2 separate regions of the Oryzias latipes genome follow, and region 1 is linked to region 2. Evidence: chromatin contacts called from public Hi-C data. All regions are on one chromosome and are shown on one strand. Each heading gives the region's core, a stretch centred on a gene start, on an enhancer-like site or on the middle of the called end of the contact. The rest is flanking DNA. Distances are from core to core; before and after follow the strand shown. Region 1 holds the start of LOC101167292 (Na(+)/H(+) exchange regulatory cofactor NHE-RF2). Region 2 overlaps LOC101167292 (Na(+)/H(+) exchange regulatory cofactor NHE-RF2).

Region 1 (6,101 bases), core at 2,732-5,231, 33 kb before region 2:
ACGTTTCTAAACCTTGTTGAGTGGTTTCCAACTGTGTTTGTCTATTCCTTGTGCAATTTTTGTTGTTACCTGATCATAATGACCAAATTTTAAAAAAATCGTCTTATTTTCACAAATTTCTAGTTTTCTTCGTGCTGTTGTCATGAAAGCAAAGTTTGTGCTTATTTGTGCTCATTTTTTCACATACTTTCGACATACGCTATTGAATTTAACACTTAGAAGCCAGGTACAAAAATTATGTTACGTAGTGAATGGACGGCTACTTAGTTTAGATTTTTGAAACGTAATCTTTATTGTTTTGTTAGTGAATGGTTTCCTTTGCTGCCAAATACTTGTGCTATGATGTCAAGGAAAAAGATAAACACGCCTTTTGCAAAACATATTTTTTAAGGTTCAGCTAATCATAAGAAGTCTTTTCTTAGCTATAAACCAAGTGTCATTCAATGTTTTCTGTAAAAAAAAAGTATTTTGTTGTTGCTGTGTGGTTTTAAAACAGCACATTTGAGAAAAGGAAGCATCTTTGTCCTCTTTTTTTTGTTTGCAGTCAATTTCTACAAGGTTCAGTAAAATGAAAAGTCTCAAAACTGTGGTTTTATTTTTTTCCTATAAGGATAAATCAAACTGTTTCAAAAAACAGTAAATGTCTCAGAATCAAATAATGCAAAACAAGAGGTCTGTCCCTGTGTTCCCTCTGCTGCAATTAAATCCATTGAATTGCCTCCTGAAAACCACTACACCAGCAGGCCTGATTGACAGGAAAACTGTGTATTAAACAGAACGGTCATGGAGCTCACATGATCCATGAATGAGTAGGCGTTCGGTTGAAACAGAAATGAACAACGGAGGATCATTTTGTGTGTTTGGATCTTCTAGTGTGTTCTCCTGTGGGAGCTGGGAAGGGGAAAGGATGTTCAGAGTCACTGGAACCATCGTGGAGAGCAGGAAGATGTGTGGCTCCGTGTAACAACTCAGACACATTTATACAAATGGCAGCAGCAAACGGCCATCTGTTTTTCCATGCATGGGGTTTGGCGCTCTAACTAGATCTTACTGGGTGAATGTTGATGTTTATGGTCTGACACAGATGAGGATTTAAAAAAATACTAATAACCAACATCAGATGGTCAAAAACAGACAAAAAAACAACTTTCACTAAAACAACATTAATTTAAAAAATCTGTTTGAATTTGAAGATTTTCTAGTGAGCAGTCAAACCTGTTCCTGCTCCAGAGTCAGGGTATAAATAATTGTGCGCAAACAGTTCCTGTGAATGCATTCACAATAAATGTGGGCTGTCAAATTAAAACAGTTCCTAGAAGGACCAGGAGTTCACAAAGCCACAGTCGTGGTCTCTTCACAGTGATAAAAACTGCACTCAGTACAATTTATTTCACATTTACACATCTTAAGCAATAAATTACCTATCATAGAAAGGCAATCAAAGATGATAGGAAAAAATATAACTACCTAATCCAAAATAAAGTGAACTACAAAGAGATTAAATGAAAAGGTTTTAAATGGGTATTTACATACGCCTATTTGTTAAATATTTACATGTTTATATATGTAAATATCCTGATTTATGTCCAATTTGATCATTTATGTAGCTTTACTTTAAAAGCAAATTATAAAATAAGGGTGTTTTCTGCCCTCCAGTGGTATGAAAATGAGAACTACAACGTAGGGATTAGTGAAACTTTCAACAAATTAATTTACCGTAACATAGAGTTGGTACATATTATTTATTTATTTATTTAATCGTAGACAAGAAACGTTTATTTTTTTTACTCTGGTAATTCCTTTAAACACTTAATAACAACCACTTCTAACTCTTTCATACTAGTGTTGAAGCATTTTTTGTATGCCATAAAATTGAATTTTTAGAAAATGTATGCTTTTTGGTATTTCGTGATATTTGGGAGTTGCTCGAATTCATAGAAGACTGTCAGGCATTAACCTCTTAAGACCCGAGCTCATCTGATCTAACCAGGCACATTAAAAACTGTAGTCACAAGGCCCCTGTCACAAAAGCAGGCAGACGGACGGTTCCAATTGCAGCAGGTTTATTAGATCAGCTAAAGGTCTACAAAGCTAAATCAGGGTCAGGCAGGCAGAGGTCAATAATGAGCATGGGAGCATCAGAGAAGAGACGTGAATAGTCATGATCCAGGAGAGATTCGGGGCAGGCGGCAGGCAAACAGAGTCAAACATAATATTTTTCCAAAAATAATTTTTATTTTTATTTCCCATAATGTGATGTCACAAAAAAAAGCTTCAGATGGAAAGCTCAACAAGCTCAACAGGGTCTTTTTTCCCCGCTGATTCTGCCAAACCCGTTCCCTTGGCTGTGGTTTCGCTAGATAGGAGGTAGGGACAGTGGGAATCTCGTTCATCCATTCATGCGCGTCACTAATTAGATGACGAGGCATTTGACTACCTTAAAAGAATGAGTTACTCCCGCTGTTTAGCCGCGCTTCATTGAATTTCTTCACTTTGACATTCAGAGCACTGTGTAGAAAAAAAAACTCCTAGTTTCCACAGAGTCATTTCACTTCTCACTTATAGTGTCCCTTATGGTGATGTCACAAAAAAAGTTTCAGATGTATCTGATGTGTAATTTCAAAATAAAACCCAACAGAAATTTGGTATAAATATGTAATTGCCATATTCACACCAGATTTCAATTGGTTTTTATTTTGAAATTCCACATCATATCCGTCTGAAACTTATTTTGTGACATCACCAAGTGGGACCTAATCAGTGAAATAAATGACGCTGTGGAAACTAGGAGGGTTTTTTTCTACACCTTTGTCAACATAAAATTTAATTGGGTCTTGTTTTGAAATTTCACATTAGTGATAAATATATAACTATAATCATATATCGGGGGGGGGGCGGTTTATACATATAAATTGAATGACAGTTCTTACACTTTGCTTTCAATTGAAAAATAAGTCCGTCTTGCTGTTTCCGCATGGAAATCAGAAGATCAAGACTGAATGTAACACTCTGTAATGCAGGCAGAGTGGCACAAACAATACGTCGCATTGAGTGAGGTTCAATGCAGTGTTTAAGTATGATGTAAGTGATTGCAAATGAAAGTCAGTTGTGTGGCATCCAGAAAATGTTCGCTGGGGTTGCTGGGTGATGAAATGTGTCTAGAACTCTGGAGACGGTTCCGGCTGGTGATCAGAGGGGGAGACCGAGCTCTGACTTCTGACTGCCCCAATTAAGGAAAATATAACCCAAAATGTGATGTCCAGGTGTGCGATCACCTGCTGCTTAAGGTTAAGACTGAGGTGATTTAGATATCCAGTAAATCTTTGTAGTCTATAGTCCGTTAATACTAAGGATAAAGTAGACCTCAGGACATCCTGATTCAATGAGGCATAGAAAAACAGTGTTGGAAAATTCCTCTAAGATCTTGGAGCATTGAAGTGTTCCATGGTTCAGACCAAATGGAAAGAGGCAAATGGATGAGTCCATCATTTTTTTGTTATGGAAAATAAAACGATCAGGATGTTCCAGCAGAAAATCAGACTTTTTTTATACACATTTAGGTATGGTCATGGTGATCCATGTGATCCAGGTGCTGAATTTCTAGATAATGTAAAATTGTTTAAATTAGCTGATTGCTGACTTTTGACATTAAATAAATGTATAGAAGTGTTTTTGTTGAAATCCCAACTCCAAACATCAGGGAGGGACCGTTAATCTATCAAATAATTAATGAGTTTTAACAGTTAATTGATTATTTAACGCATACCAATCCTCTTACTGAAAACGTGTGCGCTTTGGATGTTATTTTATTTATCAGAAAACATAAACGTCACGGTCCACTTGCATCTTGGCTTCGAAATTGCTCTTGAACCAATGTCTGCCGCGAGGTGGCGATATTGCCTGCTGTTTCACGTCCAATTTCTTGATCGGACTTTCAGTTTTCCTACAGGTAGACTGTCGGAAGGAAGGTGGTGCTGTTGCGCACACGTTCCAGACTCTGCACCAGCGACAGCTCTTTGATTCGTCGCTCTTTGGGGAGTTTTTAATGGATAAATGTGCAGAGACAAAGAGCATGCTGATTATCCTTACTTGAAAGAAAACTTATGGAGCAGCTTTAAAGTCGCCCTGTTGCGGTTGCGCACTGCCACGGATCCGTTTTGGAGTTGCCAGCCGCGCGCCCCAGTTTGGACACTCGATCTGCTGGACTGGCTGCATTATTTTGGCCATGAAGTATCTTTTCTGCGTCTCTGTTGGGTTTCTTCTATAACTGTGCATTTGGACCTACTGTCTGGATGCATTGCGCACTGCTCTGAAGGGATTACATTTTCTGCAGATATGGTTTCTCAAACTGGAAGTTTGGTCCCGCAGCTGCGCTTCTAAACTCCCATCATCAAGTAACTGAACATTACAGGGGCTTTGGTGCAGCAGGAAGACATGGCCAAGGAGCTGAAGCCGCGGCTGTGCGTCATGGCAAAAAGCCAGGGCGGCTACGGATTTCACTTGCACGGGGAGAAGGGCAAAAGTGGGCAATACATCCGAAAAGTGGAGCCAGGTTCCCCCGCAGAGGCGTCGGGGCTGCGGGCTGGGGACCGAGTGGTGGCCGTGAATGGAGTGAACGTGGAGAGAGAAACGCACCACCAGGCAAGTTGGAGAGGTGCATTCATATATTTATGATTTGAACTTATGTTACAGGACAAGCTGCCCGCAAAGGTGCATCAACAGGTCACACCGGCTGGGTATGATGTGAACTGCAACCCCCATGCCATAACGCTTCCTGTGGAACTAGTAGATTTTTGGATTGATAGTCGTTATTCAGACACCAAAAACATTTTTAATCCTTTTCTTTTGTTTTGTGTCTTTTCTGAGACTTTAAGTGTCATGATCCATTAAATGACTTAAAGGGGATTTAAAGAAATGATTAAAACTTCACTCAGAAACATCTTTTGTTGTCAGTTTTAGTGTGTACCAGGGCATCATTTCAGTTTGGACAGCAAGCTGTCATTGTGAACAACAACAAAAGTTTCTCCAGCTTTGTCTGCTTTGTGTTGTTTCATTTTAAAAACTGTCAAGTTGTCAGACATTGTCATCATGAAGTTTTCCCCCACAGCTAATCTGAACCATTACAGGCTCTCAGGTAGAACTTGTCATTTTATGGATCAAATGAAAGCTGGTAAAATGATGCCTGATTATGTCTAGACTAATATTGCTACAAAACGGGTGGAAAAGTACAAAAATATATGTTTATTTACATTCAAAAACATAAAAAGGACCAATAAACACATGCTGCTTTCCATTCCTCATGTTCATTTTGATCATTTCTCAGAGCAAAAACAACCGTTCGTTATAAAATGATGACAACGTAAAGAAAAACTCAAGATTCGATTCAACAAATAAGTCAAAAATGCAGAGAGCAGCTTTGTTATGATATCATTGCAGTATGTGTCTTACCGGTTTAAAAAAGTCAATCAGGTCTTACTTATAACTCTACTCTTATTTAAAGGCCCACACTAATAAAAAATAGTGTTTTTGCTGTTTTTAACATGTTCTTGTGGCCTTTTTCTTATGATGGGGACATATGTAAAAAAAAGAATAAGCTTAAAATGACATTTCTGACAATTTCTTTATTCAGATTGCTGTGAATCAGGAGCAGACGGAAAAAAGATTGTATTTCTGACATAGGTGCTACAAGCTCTCTGCTCCGCTCCATTCTGCTGCATCCACTTGCAGACAAATAGATCCATGTATGTCTTTGTTTTCCTTGTCTGAGCTGGAATCTGGTTCATAACTGAACAGCTGGATAGCTCCAATCTTGCTTTTTTTGTTGCATCACTAATGTTAGGTTGGGGTTGTGAGGGTCTGTAAGCTAGCAGCAGAGAATGTAAACAAATGGATGACAGGAAGTGGGGGTGGACTTACTCCACACCAACAGTCCGGACCACAACTCAGGGGTGAATTGCTAATGAACTACTGCCGCTCTGCAGAAACTGTCCTTGAAAACGACTCTTTTTCCCCCCAATTTTACCTAAATTAAAAGACCACTGGGAAGTTTTTTTAAATCAATCAAAGGATGATCAGAAAGGGACCTTAAGGCAAATTTCAGG
Region 2 (5,821 bases), core at 1,494-3,993:
AAGATATCATCTGTGTACACTTTAACGCCTTTATCAGAAAGAATTTTATACTCATTTAGCTATTCACTAACACTCATTAGTAAATCACTAAGCCAAAAACGGAAGGAGCTTTACTGCTAAATGGCATAAAAAACAGGAAATTGTAAAGGAAATAATAGACACCAGCATAGTGAAAGATACAGTGGCCCTGAAGGGCAAATCCCACCAAGAAATCACTCGGTGCAAAAATGTATTAAGCATCCCAAAGACTTTTCAAAAAGCCAAAACAAATAATAAAAACTTAACATAGAAAGTAAAACTAAATTCCAGGGGAAAAAAAGAAACCAGAAAATGCAGGTACTATGGGACATCACTGATTGGATGATGAAGTGTGTCCATCATTTCAGCCAAAAGTTATTTGGTATTAAGCGATCCTGGATATAATCATAAAGCTTTTATTAGTATTTATTCAGGCATTGAAGACACATTTAAAAAAAACAATTAAACGTCAGCATTTAATTAGGGGTGACCCATAGACATACCTTTTCTAGTTTCTAGTTTTGATTTCTTAAATGTAATGTTATGTTTTATCATTTGTTTTATCTTTTTTAATTTTTGTTGTGATCGTTAATATGTTTTTGCCTTGAGTGATTTGTCTGTGGGATGTGCACTTCAGGGCCACCATAGAAAGAAGAATTTTTAAGCATTTCTAGATGAGAAAAAAATAAGAATATTATTGATGTGAGCAGCAGGTGGCAGGCTTGACCCACAAATGTAGAAGCAGTTTAGCTTAACCTACTGTATTGTATTTTCCCCCCCAAGTGAAAATGCTGTGCACCCATCTGTTACTTAGACAAAACGAAGAGGCATTGATTTGAAAGTAGGCTGAATCATATTTATGTGGTCGGAGTTTGATTTCAATTTTACAGCTACTCATTAAATATGATGGTATGTTATAATTTCAGCAGCCACAGAGGAAGGAAAACTGAATTGTAGTGTACTTTTCAGAAGTCAGTATTAAGTTTGGTCTTTCTTTTGTGTCAGATTTATGAGATCAGAGATTGTAAAAGCAGCAGTTGGCTGCTCATTGCAAAATAACTGGAAGGAATTTAAAGGGAATTTTTCAGAGGACGCATGTTCAGTTAGTGTGTGGTCTCTTTTAGTGGAATGTTTAAAAAAAAAAAGGGAACTGAAACTGCTCTGGCGTTAGATGCAGACTGAGTCCTTTAAGAAACCATTCATTTCAATCAACGGATGTAAGGGAAGTGAAGATAAACCACAGATGTGAAGGTATGGGATGATCTACGGCGAGGGCAGCGTGTGTGGCAGGTTGGAGACACTCTCAGCGAGGTCAAAGATGCTCGAGAGGATATTGTGAAAGAGACTGTGGGAGCCATGGAGATTACCGAGGATTATTTCACATATAGAACAGCTGTCATACACATGCTTACGCATGTTTGTGCGCAGAGAAGGTATACATGTCACATTCCCATCGATGTTAATGTAGCGTATTAGAGTGGAATGAAGTCTGCTCTCTTTTGTACTCATTTACACCCTGTGTTTTCCATTCAGCCTCTTGATTTATATGTGAACCCCAGACTGCTAGCAGCAGGCTCACTGCTACTTCTGTTGACATGGCTTGATGTACATTAAAGCTGACAGGAAACTGTATATGTCAAGTTGAATTTTTCAATAAAGTGTGACAATAGCAATTTTTTTTTGCACCATTTTTATGCTTCCTCTGTTCTCACACTCATTTTTTTCCTCACACATGCAGCACTTTTTATTGGGACTTCTCTGGGCCCACTTTTTGTTACAGTATCCCTTTTTTGCTCTTGTTTCCCCTCTTTCCCTGTCAGTGCCCTCTCTGTCCCCCTCTGGCCGAGGATTATGTTGGCGTTTAGTTTCATCCTGTTCTCAGCGTTCCCCATCAGCCAGCTGCTGGGAGCTTTTTGGACACACAAAGGTTAAACATGGGTCAAAAGTGGGGTTGTGTGCATGTAGGAGTGCATGATTTGGCCTTTTATTTCAAGTTGGTCTTCAATGTCCAAACAAAGGCCACAGTATTTAGTCTATCTCAGCCTATTTCCTGCATGTTTTATCATAAACCTAATCACTGCTTCTTTTTCATAAATGTTGCAGAACAGTTCTGAAGTAAGATCATTTTGTAATGAAACTTTTTAATATTTTTTTATATTTTTAAAATACAGGTTGATAAAAATACAAATTCAGAAGTAGTCTTTAATTACTAAAGAGTAGTCTTCAATTACTTGTTTTAATTACTTGTTTTTTTGCAGTAATAAACATAGATTTATCAGTTACATTCATATTGTTTCTTCCTGATCACTTGTTTAACGTAATTTACTCTCAGTCTGTGCAGAACATTTATCGGTGGTTAGGAATCTTGACAGTAATCAAACCACAGAGGCCGCTCAAACAAAATGTGACGAAAATAGGACAAAATTCAAGGCATTTTTGTATTACTTTGATTTTTGTTTTGTTTTTTTTCTAAAAGGACACAAATACGTAATTGTACTTTAGTGATTTTCTGAACGACAATAATAAACTTTTGTTTCGTCACAAAATTCGTCAGTCAACATATTCCTCTTTTATTGAGAGAATAAGTGTGATAATGTTCAAAATGTTATTTAAAGTAACAATGGAAAACTTTATTAATAGACTTTAATGTTTAAGTGAATGCACGGTGATCCTTTGTTCGTCCACTAGGGGGACGAGCAACATTTGCCATACAGGAAGTGGGACAAGCCTTTTGTGTAGTAGAGTAGTGGATACATTCAGTTCCCCTACCTGGGCTTTTGTCATACTGCAACACCACACGTGGCTGCCGTGTTACAAAGCTCCTCTGAGGTTATGAGAGGGCCAAGTTGTGACGCCAGCACATCAAAAGACAGAAGCAGTTCAAAGGAGTTTACAATTTCAGAGCAGTAAAAGCAAAAGTACAGAAACAGAGAATAGAACCACAGGTGGGCATTTTCTGTTTAGCCTGACTCAGTCAATGCACAAACCTCTACTTTTTACTGATGATAGATGATTGCTTCGCACGCTACATTTTCTATTCTTGCGGTGTTTTAGACTTTTTTTTTAATTCTTAACCAGCTTTTGTAGGTTTATTTTGGTGCTTTATTTTGTTTTTTTGTGTTTCCAGATCTTCAGCCCTATGATAACCTCACTGTCATTATTCCTTTCAGGAGTGACACAAATTTAACAGTGCCAGGGCTGCCTGGGATGCCTGCAAGGAGAAAGAGGGAAACCAGAGACTGGCAAAGGGTGGAGGGGGCGGAGGGAAATTGGAGGGAGATGGAGTAGTTTGGGTGAGGGGAGGAGGGGTAGAAGTTCCCATGGCAACTGTGTTTTTGTTAGCACTCGTGAGTCAGACTAGCAGTGAGTCACAGTCAGGAGGAAACGCAATCACACAGTCACATTTATACTCTAAGTCTGCCCCCCATTCAAAGAGAAGCCAAATAAGGACAACTTCAGAGCAGGGGCACAGAAAAACACACAACCGAGGAGGGATGCAGTCTAAAATTTACTCAAACGCAGACGAAAGTCCAGGTTAGAACATGTAGAAGGAAGTGGGCATAAATAGTGTTGGGACAGGGGGGGGTGAGTGGACCTAAATGAAGGAAAACTACAGAAGCTGAAGCCAAGAGTGTGGGAGCTCCCCCAGGAGCACCCCTCTCAACAGTGGGGGGAGAGGAAATGTAGACACACCCAGTTTGGGCACACCTTGGCTTACCTCGGTGAACTAACCACTTATTGTCTGACGCCTACACACGCAGACAAGCCATCAGATTGTGAGCAACAGACAGCAACAATTCCTACAAGTCAGTTGATATTTTAACCCCCTCTCCTATTTCAACATAGGACAGTCAGGTCACACATGCATGGTTGGCAACCAGTATTGTACCAAAATGCCCAAAGTTGGAGGTAATGACCAAGCGATTGTTCTCGCGTTCATCGTCTGACGCATGCGAACTGCCCCGGCAAGTTGCTTGTTGTTTCAGTGGACTGGAGTGTTTGACATGCTGGAAATGACTAACTGTATTTAAACAAAGAAGTCTGTAAGTTTATGTTTGTGTAGGCTGATTTACATGCAGTTACAGATCAGAGCTCATCCCACACAAAACCTGGCTTTTGACTGCTGTTGGCTCCAACTGGTAGAGGCAGAAAATAAACCACCATGGAGGCCCCCCTCCCCCCCTCCTCACCCCTCCATGTTTTTACTGTATCGTAAAAGTTGACATACTGCGCGTTGTCATCACCTCAAAGTACTGACTACTAACTTCCATTCAGAGATTTCAGGGCTGACTTTTTTCCTTGTAATCATCTGTTTCTTTGATTTTGTGAACTATATATCTGCAGAATAGAATAATTGACTATGAGAACTGGACTGAGTGACCCCCTCCTCCCTGGGGTTCCAAACAGGAAGTACCCACTGATCCCACAAAGCCAAAATCCCATAGACTTCTAATGAGAAATACACAGCTATTACTCCGTCATTCTATTTGTCAGAATACCCTTTTTTCTTATCTGATGTCTGTTTTTAACATGTTCTTCAATTTTTTCATGATATTCATTCTGTAGTTCAAGTTATGAACTGACCAATCAGATACCTCAATAAAAGAATGTGGTCTTGCATCGATTGTTCAAAGCGTTTGATTGACAGATTCACCCGAGTCCGCTTTGAAATGGTAAGAGTGTGGACTTCCAACAAGCTCACTCCTCGTTGGCCAGAGTGGTTGCCATGTGCCAAATGCTGACTCGGACAAATCACTGCTTGCTGACTATTTCTGGTTCCAACATGGCGACATTCATATCTCAAAAAAAAGAGTAACTGAGATGACTGAATTGATTTTGTTGGAACCGAACATCTGTGATGGCTGAAGTTCAGCTTAGAAGATCCAAAGTCTCCAATTAAGAAACGTTGGGAGTTTATGTCAGGTTACAGTAGAACATTACCCGTCCTCCAACAGCTGCGGGCTGTTGAAGCTTTTCTCTTCTGTTCTTTTTCAAGAAGCAGATAAAACCAGCAAACACTCTGGGATGTGGGAAACAAATGATCAGGAAACCATTCTTCCTGACGAAAAATAAACTTAAGTTACAGCAGAAATGTACATTTTAACTTTTATTGTTCGAATCGTTTTGACCGGGATGAGGGGGTCAGAGGTCGTTAAAGAGGGAGAGCAGAACATAGCGCATGGATGGAAACACTGCAGGAATTGAGGAGTGTGTGCCTGTTAACACATGAGTGATTAATGAGACAAGGAAGTTGCTCTGAACTTGTCAGCGTATGAGGTCAACTGTCAAATGTAGTAAAAGAAACGACATGTGGTTTCAGACAGACTTCCTCTCTAGATGATCCTCAAAAATGAAAAAGTTGGGTGACATAAGTGTTGTTTAAGCGTTCCCATAGACACAGCAGAACTTTACATACAAGCATGTTTGAAAATTTTTTTTTTTTTTTGGGAAACAACTTTTTTTTTTTGTTCTTAGAGTTTTAGAATGAAGTCACTGTGAGAACTGTTCTCCCACGCTCTCGTCGACTTACATGTCTTGATGGTAATCTAAACAAAGAAATGGGCCTTCTTGTTTCCACAAGTAAAGCTGTTTGACTGCATGGCAAGAGCAAAAAAGTGGTCAAACCTAGGGGATGTTTGCAATTGCAAAAGACACAAAGTGTCTGCTCAATCTACATTTAATCGTCACCCACGTCATCTGCTCAAAGGGAGCAAAACATCATGACAGTATGCATGGCAACAGTTGATGTAAAGTTAAGTTTTAAAACCATCCCTTTTTGTTGTTTGTTTTTTTCTAAGAAGCT

The links. Hi-C and Micro-C count contacts between places; a contact is called where the count stands out from the background.
Region 1: a contact with region 2 is called in a Hi-C map of gastrula embryo, with 1.8 times the contacts expected there. The contact joins the promoter of LOC101167292 here to the enhancer-like site in region 2. A contact is called at or near these places in 3 of 5 Hi-C or Micro-C datasets (embryo, fibroblasts and gastrula embryo).

What each region holds. Positions count from the first base shown.
Region 1 is chr8:13,330,452-13,336,552 of ASM223467v1, reverse strand. LOC101167292 (Na(+)/H(+) exchange regulatory cofactor NHE-RF2) reads left to right here and starts at 3,981. Exons shown (of 6, transcript XM_011478281.3): 1 at 3,981-4,641. The coding sequence starts at 4,435.
Region 2 is chr8:13,296,568-13,302,388 of ASM223467v1, reverse strand. LOC101167292 (Na(+)/H(+) exchange regulatory cofactor NHE-RF2) reads left to right here. Exons shown (of 6, transcript XM_011478281.3): 6 at 1-1,708. Among protein-coding and RNA genes, the nearest start is that of mir23a-1, 14 kb to the right of the region's middle. Within about 2 kb of position 2,743, at least 5 of the 8 cell types and tissues checked have an H3K27ac peak or open chromatin away from gene starts, as enhancers often do. A contact at or near this core is called in embryo and gastrula embryo, where this site is marked.